Linked DNA regions of Mus musculus: all the other regions are linked to region 2. Evidence: chromatin contacts called from public HiCAR-type and promoter capture Hi-C data. All regions are on one chromosome and are shown on one strand. Each heading gives the region's core, a stretch centred on a gene start, on an enhancer-like site or on the middle of the called end of the contact. The rest is flanking DNA. Distances are from core to core; before and after follow the strand shown. Region 1 holds the start of Ptger3 (prostaglandin E receptor 3 (subtype EP3)). Region 2 holds the start of Depdc1a (DEP domain containing 1a). Region 3 holds the start of Cth (cystathionase (cystathionine gamma-lyase)).

Region 1 (3,656 bases), core at 319-2,818, 1.9 Mb after region 2:
TCACTCCTCTATAAGGATGGGGGGGGGGGGCACAAGTGTGTGTGTGTTGGGGGGGGTAGTGCGTGTGTGTGTGTGTGTGCTACTGGAGAGTCCTCCACTTTGGTGTACACAGTACCCGGCTTCTTAGGGGGCTGCGGCATCTGTGCCTTCCTGACCCTCCCTGCAGACAGTAGCTACCTGAGAACCTTTAGTGCTGGCAACAGAAAGACAGTTTGCCAAGAAGGTTAGTTGCTGTGCGGCTGAAGCCATAGGACCTGCCTGGCTCCCAGGTGCCCAAACATCGCAGCGGGATTAGCAGGTTGAGCTAGAGTTGTCATCATACCTCCTCTTATAACGCAAGGGGCAAACATCAGTCTGCACTGGCTTGAGCAGCGTCTACCCACCTCTGTGCCTAGGCTGTTTGCATCTTCACAAGCGCCTGGCAAGTCTGGACCGACTTGACTAGCTCTTGTAAGCTCCGCAAGCGGCTTAGGCTCTTGGCTGGAGGCTGCAACCCGGGGCCGCATGAGCGGCAGGAATTCTGGGTGCTAGTCACTTTCAGAAAGTTTCCCTACATTTACGGCTCCCTACAAACGCCCCCACTCTACCAACTACTTACCAATAGCGGCGACCAACAGACGGACAGCACACACATGATCCCCATGAGCTGGATGGCCGTCTCCGTGGTGATTCTGCCCCACTGGGCGCTGGACTGCGAGACGGCGGCTTTGGCCCGACAGCGGGACACCAGGGCTTTGATGGTCGCCAGGTTGCAGGCAAAGGTCACCACCAGAGCCAGCAAGCCCAAGCAGGCGAAGGCGGAGGCAAAGGCCACGCTGCCCGGCTCGCGCGCAGGGTCTGTCTCGTTGCCCGCCGGCCCGGTGCTGATGAAGCACCACGTGCCCGGCCACTGCACGCTGTAGCGGCCCACGCCCAGCACCGGCAGCAGCGCGAAGGCGAGCACAGACAGCCACACGCCCAGCAGTACCGCGCGCGTGGCGCGAGTCTTCATGTGGCTGGCATACCAGTGCGGCGCACGGATGGCCAGGGCGCGCTCCACGGCCATGGCGCTGGCCACCAGGAGCGAGGATAGCCCGAACACTGTCATGGTTAGCCCGAAGAAGGTGCACAGACGCCCCGATGGGTCGAGCTGCTCCCAGCGTCGCTGTGACAGGTACACGAGGATGACCACCGGGCTGGTCAGGAGCTGCCCCACTAAGTCGGTGAGCGCCAGCCAGCCAATGCACAGCAGGAAAGACTTCTTGCGCTTGCTCTCGCGGCGCCGGTAGCTGCGCGACACGAGCAGCATGGCCAGCGCGTTGCCCACGAAGCCAGTGACCATCATGGTGATGGGAAAGGCCACGGACACGGAGCCGCAGTCGTCGGTAGTACTTGACAGGTTGCTGTGCGCTTCAGCAGAGTGCTCCGGCGCCCACATGCTAGCCATAGTGGCGGGGCCACGGTAGGGCGCACGGGGCCGGAGCCTCCCGGCTCAGCTGCGGGATAGCAGCAGAGTGCACTGGGGGACAGCCGGAGCCCAGGCTCTGCTCTCCATCGCCCGCCGCCTCCCGCGCTAGGCTGCGGGGACTGGACAGGCGCCGCCCGACGCCGCGCGAGGCTCCTCCCGCGCCTTGGAGCTCGAGGGGCGGTGCTGCGAGTAGGCAGGCGAAGGGCGGTGTGGGCTGGGATCACCTGGCGCCGCGCCCCCTAGGTCTGCCTCTCCAGCTCTGGGACTCTGTAAAGTGCTCATCAGCCTTTGGGTTACGTGACACTGGAGAAAAGACGAAATCTGACATGTTAGTAGCTGCGTGAATCGCAATGCTGATTTCTCCTCATGTTTGACTGTCATTGAATTTGTTTTATTTAATATATATATATAAATATATATATGTATATGTATCAATATCATATGTATATACATATGATACTCACATCTGGGAAAGAATAGGGATGAGTTTGTGTTTTAAGTCTTCCTGAAACTATTGCCTTATTTTACTTTGGACTAATTCCAAACTCATATTGGTAAAATACTTTTCTAGGATAATGTCAGTTTAAAAATCCAAAACCAAGTAAGCACACAGGTGAAAGTACATAGCAAATTCACATTTTCACTGAGTGACATTTCAGTATAATGATACATTTAAATTTTAAGAGTATTCTGGAATTCATACATCAAAGAAAATATGCCACCCTTTAGTTAGATCAAAAATTTTATATTTATTAATAACTAACTTGTTTACATTATCATCCCCCTATTTCCCACCCCGCTGTGTGTGTGTGTGTGTGTGTGTGAGAGAGAGAGAGAGAGAGAGAGAGAGAGAGAGAGAGAGAGAGAGAGAGAGAGAGAGAGAGAGAGTCCTTTCGTATTTACATTGAGGTCAGACTTCAACATGGAGTGTCTTCCACTGTGACTCCCGGCCTGGTATGGCCTCACACACCCAAGCCCAACAGCCAGGCTACTTTTACTCAGGTGTTGGGAATCCCAATTCAGGTCTTCCTTTGAGTGGTTAGCATTCTATTCATTAGGTCACTTCCCCCTGCCTAATGCTTACTGAGAAGGTCGACCATAAGAACATGTATTGGCAAAGATAGTTAATCAATCTCTCTCTCTCTCTCCCTCTCTCTCTCTCTCCCTCTCTCTCTCTCTTATTGGATATTTTCATTTACATTTCATGTTATCCCCTTTCCCGCCCCTCCCTGTAACACCCTATCACATCTCTCCCCCTGCTTCTAAGAGGGTGTTCCTCCACCCACCCACCCACTCCCACCTCCCCACCTTTGATTCCCCTACACTGGGGCATCTATCCAACCTTCATAGGACCAAGGACCTCTCCTTCCACTTGATACCATGACAAGACCATCCTCTGCTACATATGCAGCTGGAGCCATGTGTATTCCTTTGTTGACAGCTCTTAACAAAGTTTCAGAAACCCTTCTCTTCTTGAAGCATTTTTTTTTTCCCAGCCAGAGTTACCTACATTTTAGCTGTTCACCCTGCAAATAAGTAACTTTTAGATTCTCCTGGTTGTTTTCCTGTTGGTTCTTTTGCTAGCTGCCAAGAGTTGACTTAGTTCATTTGAAACGACACTCCCCTCTAGTGGCTAAACTGCTAACATGCACTATCTTGTATTAAAGAGAATTTCTTTAAAACATTTTTTTTTTTAATTCTTTAATCCCCCTCCTGGTCTGCCTTCTAACTGTTCCACATCCCATACCTCCTCCTCCCCCCAAAACCCCGGCTCCAAGAGGATGTTCCCCACCCCCCACCCCTCAAGACCTTCCCCACTCCTTGAAACCTGAAGTCTCTTGAGGGTTAGGTGCATCTTCTCTGACTGAACCCAGACCCATCAGTCCTCTGCTGTATGTGTGTTGGGGGCCTCATACCAGCTGGTGTATGCTGCCTGGTTGGTGGCTCAGTGTCTGAGCGATCTCCGGAGTCCAGGTTAGTTGAGACTACTGCTCTTCCTATTGGGTTGCCCTCCTGCTCAGCTTCTCCCAGCTTTTCCCTAATTCAACCACAGGGGTCACCAGCCTCTGTCCATTGGTTAGGTGTAAATATCTGCATCTGAGTCTTTCAGCTGCTGCTTGTTGGGCCTTTCGGAGGGCAGTCATGATAGGTTCCTGTTTGTAAACACTCCATAATATCAGTAATAGTGTCAGGCCTTGAGGCCTCCCCT
Region 2 (3,763 bases), core at 1,059-3,558:
AAATTATTTCATTGCTACTTCATAACTGTAATTTTGCTGTTATGAATTGTAATGTAAATATCTGATATACAGGATATCTGACATGTAATCAATCCTCTAAGAGGTCACAACCCACAGGTTAAGAACTGATGATTTAAACATTCAAGTGGGTCTATAATTCTATAATTATATGCCTATAATTCCAGAGGCTGAGCATGAACTTTGTTATGTTCAAGTCCTGGATAGGCTACAAAGTGAGTTCAAAGCCAGCCTGCACAACCTAGTGAAACCCCTATTCCAAAATTAAAAGTAGAACTGGTGCCATAGGTTTTTTTTTTTTTAAATCACAAAATAAAATTGAAACAAAATGAACAAACAACAGCAAAAGACAGATTCTCTGTCTAGAATCTGTGTTCAATTACTGTACTAGCCAGATAAGATTTCTGGCATGCAGCAATTATAATGCCAAAGGGCTTTTAATGCTAGGTATTTAGTACAGTATCTCTTATGAAGATTCCTATAGTGCTGGGCCTAGTGGCAAAGCTTGGTGGATCTCTGTGAGTTCAAGTACAACCTGGTCTGCATGGTGAGTAGCAGGACAGCCAGAACCACATAGAAAGACCTGCCTTAAAACAATCAATCAAGCAAACAAATATCTATAAGGAACATAGATAGTAGAGATAAAATGATTAGTAAAACAAATCCATTGCACATTTAATGAACTTATGAATATTTATGTAAAGAAAACCATTTATTTTCTGAGTTACCTTCAAATACATCAACTTTCTAGATTTGTGACATCAACACTAGAACATAATACAATTAACACAACTTTTTAATAGAAAAAAATCATGTTAGAAACAGATTATTAACCTTATATATGAGACTATTAATTATATTACTACTGTATCACGTGTAAGATCACAATATTGGTTTTACAGCTGAAAAACAGTAAATATAATTATTTTTCCCCAAACCTCTCTCATTACTTTCAAGAAACTGTACTGAACTGCTTCACCACAGTAATAAAGTAACATGTGACTCTGCACTCACAGATGTCACAATATTTTTGAAATGTGATGGATTTGTAAGTTCCCAGGCTGAAACATTTTGTATTTGCTTAAACTTTAGTCTTACTTTTTGTTTATAAATCTTTGTTCTTTCCTTCCCTGTACCTCAGTATCCTTGTATTAATATCTATCTTGTGGTAATCAACAAAACCCTTATTTTATGTAAATTTTTGTTAGTACTTGACATTTTTGTGTGTGGGGGGTTGCTTATGTTACTTTCATATAAGATGGTAAATTCATATAAGATGTGACAGGACTACCTCATTAAGGTACATTTCAAAACTAAATTCCATCCTTTCTACTGATAAACATAACCACCACTACTTGTTGAGCACTAGAATATCAAGATCACCCTGACAGAAAGTGGTACATTTTCTAGTTCTTCCATCCATCATTTATGTGGCTTTCAGAGAGTTCCTTCTTTGAAACTTAGTTCCCACAAGGTAAAGTAGGGCCAGCATTTGTGAGAAGACAATTTGCTTGTTATTCTATAGACTATCACACATTCTCATACACAGAATATTTTTAGAAAATCTCTTAAAGTGGGCATGTATTGTGCCATTGTACCAATGTGGAAACTGAGGTTAGGTGAATCTCAATGTAATCCAAATGCGCAGCCCCAGTGACTATTAAAAGTGATTACTAAAGTACTCGGGGTTTAGGTTGAATAGTTCTTTCCTAGTGCTACTCACAAATTCTATAGGGTCAATAAGCCAAGCTGTCATGCCTGGGCTTCCAGACTTGAAACTTTAATTTCTAATTCTGAGAGGCTGTAGATTACAAGTGAAAAGTGGCTAAGACTATTATGCGAATCAGGGGGAAAGAAGACATCTGAGGAGTTGTCTCGCAGAGTCAGAAAGTGATACAATTTTGGGGTAGAGCACTTTGGATCTGAAACTGAGAAATACCAGAGAGGAGTGCAAATCAAAGACCCGGACAGGAGCAGCTGCATCTCAGCACCTTTCCCTCAGCACCTTTCTCCGAAATCTAGGCGCCTTGGCTCACTCGGGATACCAGATCCCTGGCTCACGAATCTAGTAGCTCTGAATCCCCTCAGGAAACTTTTTTACACCCAGGATCCCTCGGAAAACCTCGGTCTCTGGTCCCTCTCCTCCACGTTCTTACCAGCTTGGTGGCCCGGTAAGGTCCAAGAGGAGCACCCTGACGCTCCATGCTATCATTGCCGGGCTGAGAGGCTGCGGAAAGTGCGCGGTAGCAGGAACCTCTGTGGCCTGGAGTTGGTGTCGGAAACAACTGCCGCGCTGCTGATTTGAATATCTCCGAGCGAAGCTGATTGGCGGCGCCATTGAGTCACATGATGCTACACGGAGGGGAAGGCGCTGTGACGCGAGCACAGCTTGTCTGGGTGGTGCAGGAGAGCTGTGGAGCACAGAACCAAAGCGATTGTATAGCTAAAGAATGGCACGACAGCAGAAACGACTCTCCCTTCTTGATTCTAGGGGCTCTTCAGCAATGTTAATATAAGCCAGGCTGGGTTTCACCCGGACACTACCCCTAAAAGACCTCGGTGTGTGTTTGTTTATTTTCTTTCAAGCTCTGTCTCTGTCTGTCTCTCTGTCTCTGTTTGTCTCTGTCTCTCTCTGTCTCTCTCTGTCTCTCTCTCTCTCTCTGTCTCTCTCTCTGTCTCTCTCTCTGTCTCTGTCTCTCTGTCTCTTTGTCTCTCTGTCTCTTTGTCTCTCTCTCTCTCTCTCTCTCTCTCTCTCACACACACACACACACACACACACACACACAAGTTTCAAACCCTGGACAAGCAGCTTAGATACCTATTTGACATATCAAAACAGACTTTACTTGCAGGTTTCCCTATCATCTTTCAGTCCCTACCTGTTAGAGGGTAGTGCTGGCTTATGTGACATGTGTACACCAAATGTCTATATTTGCCATGATTTAATATGATTTTTTCAATTAAGATGAATTATTACTGTTTAAAAATCAGTTGTCTTTAGTTGTACTGTTTTATAGGACCAAGATACATACATTTGTGTGTTCACACCTCTGTAAAAATTCCTTTGACTTGCTCTTCTATCACCTTCTAGAAAAGGTAGTGATTTATATAATAACAATGACATAGAAATCATTTGCACAGAATAGTGAAAACATTATGAATTTTTGTTGTCGTTGTTGAGAAAAGGTCACCAAAAAGTCTGGAAATTAACCTTTATAGTAGAAATTCATAGAAAAAGGAACATTCTCTTAAAGTAGTTGACATTTATTTATAAATTTCACATCATCTGTTTTCTTGTCCACATTTTACTTGCAGTACCAACATTTTCTTTCTCCGTCTACTTCTCTTATTCTTTTGCACGATCTTTAATATGTATGTGTATTTACTAATATGTGTATTTGTATATGGTCTGATTTATTCGCTGCTTTACTAGCTTCATGAAGAGAAGATTTATTGAAAAATTGGAAGAACATCAATCTGGATGAATGGGTCTGTAAAGGTTTACTCTATGCAAAAAAAGTTGTCTCTTTTAGAAGTTTTTCTCTTAATTTGCCTAAATTTACACTGAGCACACATTCATGATTTATATAAGTTGTGAAGTAAATAAATCAATGATGTATTTTCTAAATCACTATGATAACCTTAATGAACTATGTGGAATGTGTGGAAAAGTTATGAAGCCTTTCTTTTTGGTAGGGTCTGTTTAAGAAGGAAATACCAGAGCTGATTGTGATTTAGAGTGAGC
Region 3 (3,566 bases), core at 187-2,686, 1.6 Mb after region 2:
CTAGCCTGGGGTAAGCAGTGCAAAGACCCTGCGTCAACAGGGAGGTGGAAGACTGTCCTCTGACCTCTATGGGTGTGCCACACATTCCTCTGCACTCTCAAATACGATAAACAGACAAGTATACAAACAAATAGAAAACATCCATGTTTGTATAACCCAGGGCTTACCAACTGTACTTAGAACTGGACTCAGAACTGTTTCAGGCCCTTCTACTCCTCGGTGTTTTCTGTGATCTCATCAAAATGTACTTACGTCTTTAGAGATGGCTCAGGGAGCAAGAGCATTGCCCGCAGGAGCATTGGTTCCAGAGCACCAGGGCTTGGCTTTCTCTCCCACACGCAGATCACATCTGTTTCCAAATGCAGTTCCAGGGGAATCCAACAGCCTTTCTGACCTCTGTAGACATCAAGTATGCATGTGGTGCAATACACACACACACACACACACACACACACACACACACACAAACACATCGTTAAAATATACTCAGGCTGAGAACATACTTTAAAAGGAGAAATACTAATCAAGCAAGCATGGTAACCCGTTAGTGTTTCAGAGGCTACCCGCTTCCCCTGTGCCTCTGGCAGTGTACACTTGGTTCTGGAAGGTGATTGTGTCTGGAGCTAATTTGAAAAGCATACTGATTGTGTTTGCTCTTCGTAGCTTTTCCAAACCGTAGCTTTTAAAATCAGTTGTTTATTCCTTAACACCTTCCAAATTCGTTCAACAGTGTTTCAAAGTTTTAGGTTCGGGCTGGTGAGATGGCTCAACAGGTAAGAGCACCCGACTGCTCTTCTGAAGGTCCTGAGTTCAAATCCCGGCAACCACATGGTGGCTCACAACCATCCGTAACGAGATCTGACTCCCTCTTCTGGTGTGTCTGAAGACAGCTACAGTGTACTTACATATAATAATAAGTAAATATAAATAAATCTTAAAAAAAAAAAACAAAAAAAAAAACAAAGTTTTAGGTTCGACTTCCCAGGTACAGAAACTCCTTAAATTCCCCAGTTCTCGGACAAGGTGTAAAATTAGGTCAAAGCTACGTCTTTTTGGGAGCAAAGCTTGGGCCTTAAGGCCTGATCTTGGCCAGAGTAGAGACGCGGGCGCTGGTGGCACAGCTGTGGCGGTCCTCAGATCCGAGGGAAGCACCTGCCTGCGTGACCCTTGCCGGAACTCTGGGGCCACGCGAGGCTGCTGGAGGTTGCGTCCCTATCCTGCAGACAAAGGGGATCTCTGGGCTGAGTGCTGCACCTCAGTGCTGAGGTGTCCCACGTGGGCACTGCTCTGTGCCACTGGGAGGCGGGGCAGGAACGATCGGGGCAACACCTCCACTGCCGACCAATAAGCAGGGCCGCTGCCTAGGGACCAGCGATGATTGGTTGCGTCGGCCCCTCCCCACCCTGGATATAAGCGCCAAAGTCCAGAAGGTTTTAGCCAAAGCAACACCTCGCACTCCTGCCCCAGCATGCAGAAGGACGCCTCTTTGAGCGGCTTCCTGCCTAGTTTCCAGCATTTCGCCACTCAGGCCATCCACGTGGGACAAGAGCCTGAGCAATGGAATTCTCGTGCCGTGGTGCTGCCCATTTCGTTGGCCACCACATTTAAGCAGGACTTCCCGGGCCAGTCCTCGGTAAGCAGCCGGGCAGGGCTGGGCTGACTGTGGGAGCGCTCGGGACATGCGCTCTCTGCGATTTTCAGTTAAAAACCAGAACTGTAAGTTGTTGAATTCTGTAGCATCGAAGCTACCTGCAGCCAGTCCTACTTTGAAAAATGAAGGCTCTTGGGCTGGTGAAATGGCTCAGCAGTCGTGCTGACTAGTTTTATATCAACTTGACTCAAGCGAGAGAGGAGGGGACCTCGATTGAGACAATGCCTCCAGTAGATCAGGCTGCAAGCAGGCATTTTCTTAATTAGAGATTGATGGGGGAGGATAAGTCCATGGTGGGTGCCCCCCCCCCCCAGGCTAGTGGCCCTGCGTTCTATAAGAAGTTGGGTGAACGAGCCAGTAAGAAGCCACCTCTCCGTGGCCTCTGCATTAGTTCTTGCCTCCAGGTTCCTGTCCTAACTGCTTTCCATGGTGAACTGTTAAATGGAAGTAAAATAAAAAACTCTTTCCTCCCCAAGTTGGTTTGGGCATGGTGTTTATTACAGCAGGTATATAAAGGTGCTTGTCACCAGACCTGACTACTATAATTCAATCCCATAATCTATAGGATGGAAGGAGAGAACCAACTCCTGTAGTTGTTTTTTTTTTGTTGTTTGTTTGTTTGTTTTTGAGACAGGGTTTCTCAGTGTAGCCCTGGCTGTCCTGGAACTCACTTTGTAGACCAGGCTGGCCTCGAACTCAGAAATCCGCCTGCCTCTGCCTCCCAAGTGCTGGGATTAAAGGCATGAACCACCACCTTAGTTGTTCTTTGATGCACCCAAAGGCTTGCACTCTCCCTCTCTCTCCTTCTCTCCCCCCTCCCTCTCTTCTCTCTGTCCCCAGTCTCTTTCACCCACTCCGTCCCTCTCTCCCTGTCCTTCTCTTCCTCCCTCCCCCCTCAGTCTCTTTCTCTTTCTCCTCTCTCTCACACACTAAACAATGAAAATCCTAGAATTAAGATTAGTTTCAGTCGGTATGTTCAGTTAATAGCTAATGTGTATTTATGTACCAAGTGCGTACTTAAAATCTATGTGTGTTACATGTAGAGTCTCACTGAAGGTTAACAAGAAGGATCCTAGCCTGAACTAAGGTCTCAAGTGTTCAAACTGAGATAGCTGAGATAATAGGGTTATAAGATTTAATTTATCTTGAACCCCTCCCTTCTGCAACTGACTCCATGGTGCTGCACTGTAACTGAGCTATGTAATAGTTCAAGCCATTTCATCATCTAAGCCAGCAGTTCTCAACCTCTGGGCTGTGACCCCTTTGGGAGTGGAACAACCCTTTTCAGGGGTTACATGTATCAGGTATTTACATCACGATTCCTAATAGTAGCAAAATTACAGTTTCGAAGTAACAACAAAAATAATTAGTTGGGGGTCACTACACCATGAGGAACTGTATTAAAGGGTCACAGCATCAGGAAGATTGGCAACCATTGATCTAAGTAGTGTGGCTTTGTGATTAAGAGCACATGGGTTTTAATTCTTACATCAGCTTCTCTGACTGAGTAACCTGGAGGAAGCTATTTAACCCATCCAAGACTTGAGATGACCTTGTGTAAACTGGGATAATGATAGAACACACTACACAAGCTGTTACTGTTGTAACATTTCTAAATTTTGTAGTACACACTTAGGAGTACTTTGGTGTTTGCAGTCTTCCTGCCTTGTTATTTCCATTTGACCACAGCAGCTAAGTCATAGGGCAGGGGTTAAATCCTTTTATAAAAACGGAAACTGACCCAGACTCAACAAACACAAATGACCAAGTGACTGGTAAAGCCTGTAAGATGCAGCCTTGTGAATCTCATGGCATCTTCCTTTCTGGTGGCTTACTAAATGGGTCTTGGTATATTAAAAATGCCCCAGGTTCAGAGGACAGCTGTTATCAAAGCAGTTGTTGCACATTCCCAGGT

What was found. Promoter capture Hi-C pulls out the DNA fragments that hold promoters and counts their contacts. HiCAR-type assays count read pairs that join an accessible place to other places.
Region 1: a contact with region 2 is called in a promoter capture Hi-C map of embryonic stem cells, with 9 times the contacts expected there. The contact joins the promoter of Ptger3 here to the promoter of Depdc1a in region 2. A contact is called at or near these places in 6 of 39 promoter capture datasets (the 3T3-L1 cell line, cranial neural crest, embryonic stem cells and 3 more) and 1 of 115 datasets of contacts at active chromatin or transcription factors (large pre-B cells).
Region 3: a contact with region 2 is called in a HiCAR-type map of astrocytes, with 5 times the contacts expected there. The contact joins the promoter of Cth here to the promoter of Depdc1a in region 2. A contact is called at or near these places in 10 of 39 promoter capture datasets (the 3T3-L1 cell line, 3T3-L1-derived adipocytes, the C10 cell line and 6 more) and 3 of 115 datasets of contacts at active chromatin or transcription factors (astrocytes, embryonic stem cells and large pre-B cells).

What each region holds. Positions count from the first base shown.
Region 1 is chr3:157,564,788-157,568,443 of GRCm38.p6, reverse strand. Ptger3 (prostaglandin E receptor 3 (subtype EP3)) reads right to left here and starts at 1,568. Exons shown (of 4, transcript NM_001359745.2): 1 at 599-1,568. The coding sequence starts at 1,426.
Region 2 is chr3:159,493,978-159,497,740 of GRCm38.p6, reverse strand. It overlaps Depdc1a (DEP domain containing 1a), which reads right to left and starts at 2,308. Exons shown (of 12, transcript NM_001172092.1): 1 at 2,175-2,308. The coding sequence starts at 2,222.
Region 3 is chr3:157,922,933-157,926,498 of GRCm38.p6, reverse strand. Cth (cystathionase (cystathionine gamma-lyase)) reads left to right here and starts at 1,436. Exons shown (of 12, transcript NM_145953.2): 1 at 1,436-1,633. The coding sequence starts at 1,469. 1810013D15Rik (a long non-coding RNA gene) reads right to left here and starts at 1,291. Exons shown (of 6, transcript XR_867796.2): 1 at 1,153-1,291; 2 at 253-396.